Regions from separate parts of the Mus musculus genome. Here region 1 is linked to region 2. Evidence: chromatin contacts called from public promoter capture Hi-C data. All regions are on one chromosome and are shown on one strand. The core of a region is the stretch at or near the end of the contact, and the rest is flanking DNA. Distances in the headings are between cores, read along the strand shown. Region 1 overlaps Hip1 (huntingtin interacting protein 1). Region 2 holds the start of Fkbp6 (FK506 binding protein 6).

Region 1 (3,459 bases), core at 62-2,561, 140 kb before region 2:
GGCGACACAGAGAAATCTTGTTTCAACAAACAACAAAGACTTATTGTATGATTTTATTTGTGTGTGTCTGTGCTGTGCATGTGTGTGCAGAGTGCGCAGGTGTTCACAGAGGCCAGAAGGAGGCGCAAATTCCCCGGAGCTGGAGTTAGTGGTATTTGTGAGCCATCTGTTGTAGATGCTACACACTCCAAACCCTGGCCCTCTGACACAGCAGCGGTGAATGCCCTTAACCGCTGAGCTGTCTCTCTGCTCTTCTGTTACCCCTTCCTTCATATCACCTTCTCTTCCATCTTTCCTAATGTTTCTATTTATTTAATTATTCTTGTGTGTGCACATATCTGCCGTGGCACACACATGAAGGTCAGAGGACAACGATGTGGAGTCTGTTCTCTCCATTTTGCCTTCACATGGGCTCCAGGGTTCGAACTCAGCTTGCCAAAGCCTCTCCAGGCACGAGCCTTTATCTGATGGGCCATCTCTCCAACCCACGTTGGATGTTTTGAAATGTGTCTCCTGTAGTCCAGGCTAGACTTCAACTCGCTAAGGTAGCCAAAGATGAGCTTGAATGTCTAATCCCCCTGCCTCTGCCTCCTGAGGGCTGTGTTCTGCCATGGTGGGTTGATGTGACACTGGAATGGAGCTCAGAGCTTCATGCGTGCTAGGTAAGGATGCTACCCACTGAGCCACAACCTAGTCCCATCTCTTCACTGCAGATATTAAAGCATAGTATACAAAGTTGAAGAAACTTAAGGTGGGTGTGGCAGTGCACACCTGGGTCCCCAGCACCCTTGAGGCAGGTCAGGAGCTAGAGAGATGGTGGCTCTGTGGTTAAGAGTACTGCCTGCTCTTCCAGAGGACCTGGGTTTGATTCTCAACACCCACACGGAGGAGGCTCACAACCACAAATAAACAGTTGAAAAAAATACAAAAAACAAAACAAAACAAATCCAGGGACCTCTGGCCTATCCCTGCTTATCCCCAGGTTCCATGGTCACTGCTCCTTATATCAGCATGTATCTCCGTAGTCATAACAATGCCTTCTGCCCCAGCCTCCCGGATGCGCGTAGGATTGAACGAGACAATAGACCAAAAGGTATTTTGTAAACACTGCAGCCCTGTAGAGAGAGACTTTATTTTTAAAAACAATAGCGTAACAACTAAGGCTACAAGCCCTTTGACAAGCATTGTTTGATTACTAAGCTTATCACTGGGAATTACTGAAATTGATCACCTTTACAACGCAATGCTCTGTATCAACGCCCTACCCTGGCCTGGCCCCCAAGGCCTGTGGTGTGGAATGTGTAGGGCCAGGCTGCACAAATCTGGTCACCAGTAGGTGTCAGCCTCCACCAGGACACATCCACTGGTCTATATACTTGTCAAAGAATGGCAGCTTTCTCCCTTTTCCATAAAACTTTCTTTTATGTGTGGTACTGAGGCTTTCACACCTGCTAGGAAAGCACTGTCACTGAGCCACGCCCCCAGCCCCTCACTGGAGGATTCTAGGCAGGTGCTCCACCACTGAGCCACGCCCCCAGGCCCTCCCTGGGGGATTCTAGGCAGGGGCTCTACCGCTGAGCCACGCCCCCAGCCCCTTACTGGAGGATTCTAGGCAGGGCTCTACTGCTGAGTCATGCCCCCAGCCCTCTTTATATTTTGTTTGTTTGTTTAGGTTTTTTTGGTTTTTACTTTGAGGTAAGGGTCTCACTTAAATTGCCAAAGATGAGAAGTATGGTAAAGTGGGAGGGGTGAGAGACTGGGAGAAGGTAGACTACAAAGGTGGGAGGGGAGGCCAAAGCATTAAAGGTCTTGATTAAAAAAAAAAAAAGGGGATCTGTTTTTTATTTGAGGTTGGCCGATGAGAAATTATAATTAAATTACTGTAAGAATGATGAGAGAGAGGGGGCTGGAGAGATGGCTCAGCGGTTAAGAGCACTGACTGCTCTTCCGAAGGTCCTGAGTTCAAATCCCAGCAACCACATGGTGGCTCACAACCATCCGTAATGAGATCTGACACTCTCTTCTGGTGTGCCTGAAGACAGCTACAGTGTACTTAATTATAATAATAAATAAATCTTTAAAAAAAAAAAAAAAAGAATGATGAGAGAGGAAGAGACTACAGGCAAATATGTAGATCAGTTGAGAGGGTGTGTTTGTTTTACAATTTTTACTCCATTTATTTATTTACTTATTTATGTGCTTATTCATTTATTGGTGGGGCCCACACATGTCCCACATATGCCACTGTCCTTGTGTGGAGGTCAGAGGGCAGCTTCCAGTAATCAGTTGACTCCTTTTATCATGTGGGTCCCAGGGATCGAACTTAGTTCTTTAGGTAAGTGCCTTTAGGTGCTCAGCAGCCCCCAGAGGCTGTTTTCTGAGACACTTCTGCACAGGCCTCGCCCCTGTAAATGGAGCAAGGTACATTCTTGCCCCTGGCTAGCTGGTCCTCTTTTGTCACAGCTTCAGGGTGAGGTAACTGGAAAGCAGCCCAGCCCAAGGGCAGTTTAGGCAAGCTTCAGTGCTTGCTGGCCTTTGAGCATGTGCATTTCCAGTAATCGCTACAACAAAGCTGACCACAGGCTCAGTAGTTAAAACATCAGAATTCTGGGGCCAATGACAGGGCTCAATGGGTAAGGGTGCTTGCCACCAAACCCAGTGACCTAAGTTCAGATCTCCTGGATCCCACATGGTGGAAAGAATGGATTTTTGCAAACACACACACACACACACACACACACACACACACACACACACACACACGCACACACGCACAGCCTCTCTCTTTCGTAAATGTAATAAAAATAGAAGCAGTACCTTGCCCCCTCATCTTCTTATGGCTCTGGAGCCCAGAACCTGGAAATTTATGTTACTAGGTCACAATCAAAAGTTTTGAATGGAAAAAAATAGAAAGGAAAGGACATGACTTCTGGGTGTGGTGGCGGAGAAAGTTTATTGTAGATACAAGGGAGAGCATAGCCAGAGGCAGGGACACCTTACAGAAATCAGTTGGGAGAGTCCAGTTGGTCATGCCCCTTAGCCATGTGAGGAGGGGAGGGGAGGGGAGGGGAAGATAGGGACAGGAGGGGAGGGGAGCCAGGTTCAGTAACTAGGAGGCTCAAAGAGAGAAGTCCAAGAGGGCAGGTAACCAAATGGTTGGATTCTAAAGGGAAGGGCATCTGGAGCAAGGGCAGCACAGCCCCTGGCTGGAGGGTTCAGGTCGGGTGGTGGTGCCATCCAGGGGTTAGGACTTAGGGGTGCAGGGAGAACCTGGTGGCCAGTGTGCCCTTTGATATCTTAAGTAGGCACCTCAGCCATTTGTCCCAGGTTTAAACTTTGTGTTGGTAGTAGGTTAAGTGTTTGTTCCTCAAGCATGAAGACTTAAGTTCAAATCTCCAGTGCCTTTTTAGCTAGGTATTGATGCAGACTCTTATCTTTCCAGCGATCTGCAGGCTTTGG
Region 2 (3,460 bases), core at 605-3,104:
TCCCCTCCCCTTTCCCGGCAACACCTGTGTCCCAAGGTCATCCAGAATCAGGTGGGAAGTGGGTCACACACCACGAGACTGAGGCGGCGGCCTCTGTTGGGTTCCCTTACGATAACCTACACAGGCAGATTGTGTGGCCTTGCCCAGGATGGGGGAAGGGCTGAGACCGTGCGCCAGCTCGGAGCACAAGCAGGTATAAGCTTTGTATGACGAGCAGCTTTCTGAATACCTCAACCCGGAAGTTTAAAGGTATTTTATTTATTTAGATTTTTCTCGTTTTCTAAGTTTGGGTCACACACACAGCAATGATAAAATACGCTGCTTACTCTGATTTTTCTCATTCGAGGTGTAACATGTGAACAGATCTTAACCACGCAGTGTAACTTTTATCTTATTTGTGTACACTCATGCTCAAGGTCAAGTTGTAAACTGGACAGAGTGTTGAACACCTATAATCCCAGAACTTGGGAAATGCTGACCGGAGGCCAGAAGTCAAGTTCATTCTCAGGCTATGTAGCACACCCAAGGCCATCCTGGACCTCATGAGACTATCTCAAAAGCAAAACAAAACAAAAAAATCTAGTTGTAGAGAATTTGCAGAGTCAGTCCTTTGCCTCCTGCCAGAACAGGCTCTGCAATCAACACAGTTACCGTTCTGGTTCGTATCCTCCTACCAGCTGCCCGTATGTATGTATGTATGTATGTATGTATGTATGTATTTTAACATTTATTGTGTGTGCTTGCAGGTGCAGGCCACCTTATGCATGAGAAACCAGGGGATAAAACTTGCAATAGTCAGTTCTCCCCTTCCACCTGTAGGTCTTGGCTGTCAAGGTTGGTGGCAGACACCTTACCCACTTGGCTATCTTGATTGCCATTGTTTGTTTCTTGCCTTGCTGGGAGATAGAACCAGGGTCTTGAGCATGCTACAAAAGCGCTCTACTCCTGAATTATCTCCCTATCTTATGGGGTCTGTTTGTGAATTTGATGTGAACAGTACTCTTTGACTCTTTCTGTCAATGTTACTAAAATATGAACTTTTAACATGTGAAATCTTGGAGCCAGCTGTGGTAGCAAACATCTTGATTCCCAGCACTTGGGAGACAGAGGCAGGTGGATCTCTGTGACTTCTCCAGGCCAGCGTATTCTGCCTAGCTAGTTCCTGGCCCACAAGACTACATAGTGAGATCCTCTTTGTGAGAGAGAGAGAGAGAGAGAGAGAGAGAGAGAGAGAGAGAGAAAGAAGAAAGAAAGAAAGAAAGAAAGAAAGAAAGAAAGAAAGAAAGAAAGAAGTAAAGTAAGGAGGGAGGGAAGGAGGGAGGAAGGAAGAAAGAAAGAGAAAGAAAGAAAAGAAAAAGGAAGGAAGGAAGGAAAGGTGAACTCTCGGGTTGGAGACATAGCTCATCAGCAGAAAGCTTGCCTGGACTCCTCGGTAAAGCAACTGGATGCCTAGTTCGGAGGAGGGCCACGTACTTGTATCCTCCTGGGGCTGTGACTCAGTCGTAGATCGCTTGCCTAATAATGACCACTTTTATCGCCAGGCCACATACAAATAAGCTATTGAGCATCTAAGACAACCGCGAGGCAAAAAGCATGCGTTGGTTTCAGTCACTAATTTTGTAGCAATGTGTTTTGCTTTTGTGACAGAACGCCAAGCATAACATTGAGACCAAAGGAAAGGCTTTTTTTGTGCCGCATAAAATGCTTTGTCCGAAGCCCTCCCAGGGCTCCATCCTGCTTTGCGCCTGCCATCACGTGTGCAGCGCGTGCTGGGAGACCCTCAGCGCATGCTCGCATGCTCGCTGCGTCTATCGATCACGTGCCGTTTCTCTCGTGCACAGCCCGCGTGGTGCCTGACTTCCGGGGTCGTTTCCGGCAAGGCCTTTGGAGACAGTTGTGCGGCAAGATGAGCGTCTTCTCGCGCCTCAGGAACGGAATCCCACCGTCGCGAGACGACTGCCAGGTACGGAGCGGGGTTCGGGAGCCTGGGAGCACGAGCTGGGGAGCACCTGGAGCGCGGCCATGGGTGGCAGCACCCGAGACCCGGGAGCCCTGGAAGGGGCTGGCATCCTAGGCCAGGTGAGGGCGGGACCATGGCGCTGGCCTGAGGCGATGAGGCAAGCGGCTTCCACCTCTGAGGCCTGTGGCTTTCTCTCCACCAGTCTCCCTATGAGCGACTAAGTCAACGCATGTTGGACATCTCCGGGGACCGAGGTGTGCTGAAGGACATCATCCGAGAGGGCACTGGCGATACCGTGACACCTGACGCTTCTGTGCTGGGTATGGAGGCCGCTGCTGGCTGCTCTTTTGTCCTTGGGTTAAGTTTGTTTTTGTTTTTTTTGTTTTGTTTTGTTTTGTTTTGTTTTTTAAGACAGGGTCTCATGCAACCCAGACTGGCCTCTTAACTGCCGCTCTAGCTGAGGTTGACCCTGAACTTCTGATCTTCCTGTTTCTGCCTTTCAAGTCCTGGGCTAATGGTTGGCCACCACTACGTTTTATAGTGTGCTAGGGACAGAGCCCTGGGAATGTACACCAACCCTCTTGGCAGGGTCAAGGTGTTGTTTCCAGGTACCAGGGATTGAACCTGGAACCTGAGTACCTTCAGTGAGTGATTGCATATTTACAAAATACGGCGTTTTATGGGACTGGCTGTGTTTCCCCTGAACAAAGAGGGTTTGGTTTTGAGAAGCAATCTCATGTCTGCAGGCCTCAGACCGTATGTAACCAAAGATGACTTAGAACTTTTGTGTCACCTCCCAAATGCTTAGACTACTCGTGTCTGCTAACATGCCTGGTTCTGAGGTGCTGGGGATGGAACCCTGGGCCTTCTACATGCTACTCAGACATTCTACCAACTGGGCCACATCCTCTGCCTGTTTTGTTGTTGTTTATCTGGTTTTGTTTGTGGTTTTGATTTTCTTGTTTGTTTTGTTTTGGGGGTGGAGTGGTGGGGTTGTTGTTGTTTTGTTGTTGTTGTTTGTTTTTCAAGACTGGTTTCTCTGTGAAACTCCCTTTGAAGACCAGGCTGGCCTCGAATTCACAGAGAGCTGCCTGCTTTACCTCCCAAATTGCTGGCATATGCCTTTGTTTTAATTTTTTCTTTAAAGATTTGTTTGTTTGTTTGTTTGTTTGTTTATTACATCTAAGTACACTGTAGCTGTCTTCAGGCACACCAGAAGAGGGCATCAGATCTCATTACAGATGGTTGTGAGCCACCATGTGGTTGCTGGGAATTGAGCTCAGGACCTCTGGAAGAGCAGTCAGTGCTCTTTAACTGCTGAGCCATCTCTCCAGTCCTGTTTTAATTTTTTGTTTGTTTTTGAGATACGGTTCACTGTGTAGCCCTAGGTAGCCTGCAACTCTGTATGTAGTAGACCAGGTCAGGCTCTCCTCAAACCTCAGAGATCCACCTGCCTCTGCCTCCGTAGTGCTGTGCATCACCAAGTCTAGCCTTTTTTTT

Evidence for each region. Promoter capture Hi-C pulls out the DNA fragments that hold promoters and counts their contacts.
Region 1: a contact with region 2 is called in a promoter capture Hi-C map of embryonic stem cells, with 2.6 times the contacts expected there. The contact joins the enhancer-like site here to the promoter of Fkbp6 in region 2. A contact is called at or near these places in 3 of 39 promoter capture datasets (the C10 cell line, the HPC-7 cell line and embryonic stem cells), 5 of 484 Hi-C or Micro-C datasets (the Ba/F3 cell line, Sertoli cells, bone marrow-derived macrophages and 2 more), 4 of 115 datasets of contacts at active chromatin or transcription factors (the 230-238 cell line, embryonic stem cells, extraembryonic endoderm stem cells and 1 more) and 3 of 9 other capture datasets (adipose tissue, liver and pancreatic islet).

The regions. Positions count from the first base shown.
Region 1 is chr5:135,492,328-135,495,786 of GRCm38.p6, reverse strand. The region is part of intron 1 of Hip1 (huntingtin interacting protein 1); the gene reads left to right. Among named protein-coding and RNA genes, the nearest start is that of Gm52790, 42 kb to the left of the region's middle. Within about 2 kb of position 1,311, at least 28 of the 459 cell types and tissues checked have an H3K27ac peak or open chromatin away from gene starts, as enhancers often do. A contact at or near this core is called in bone marrow-derived macrophages, cardiomyocytes, embryonic stem cells and 2 more, where this site is marked.
Region 2 is chr5:135,348,438-135,351,897 of GRCm38.p6, reverse strand. It overlaps Fkbp6 (FK506 binding protein 6), which reads left to right and starts at 1,854. Exons shown (of 8, transcript NM_001277891.1): 1 at 1,854-1,963; 2 at 2,163-2,280. The coding sequence starts at 1,907. It also overlaps a transcript of Trim50 not described here.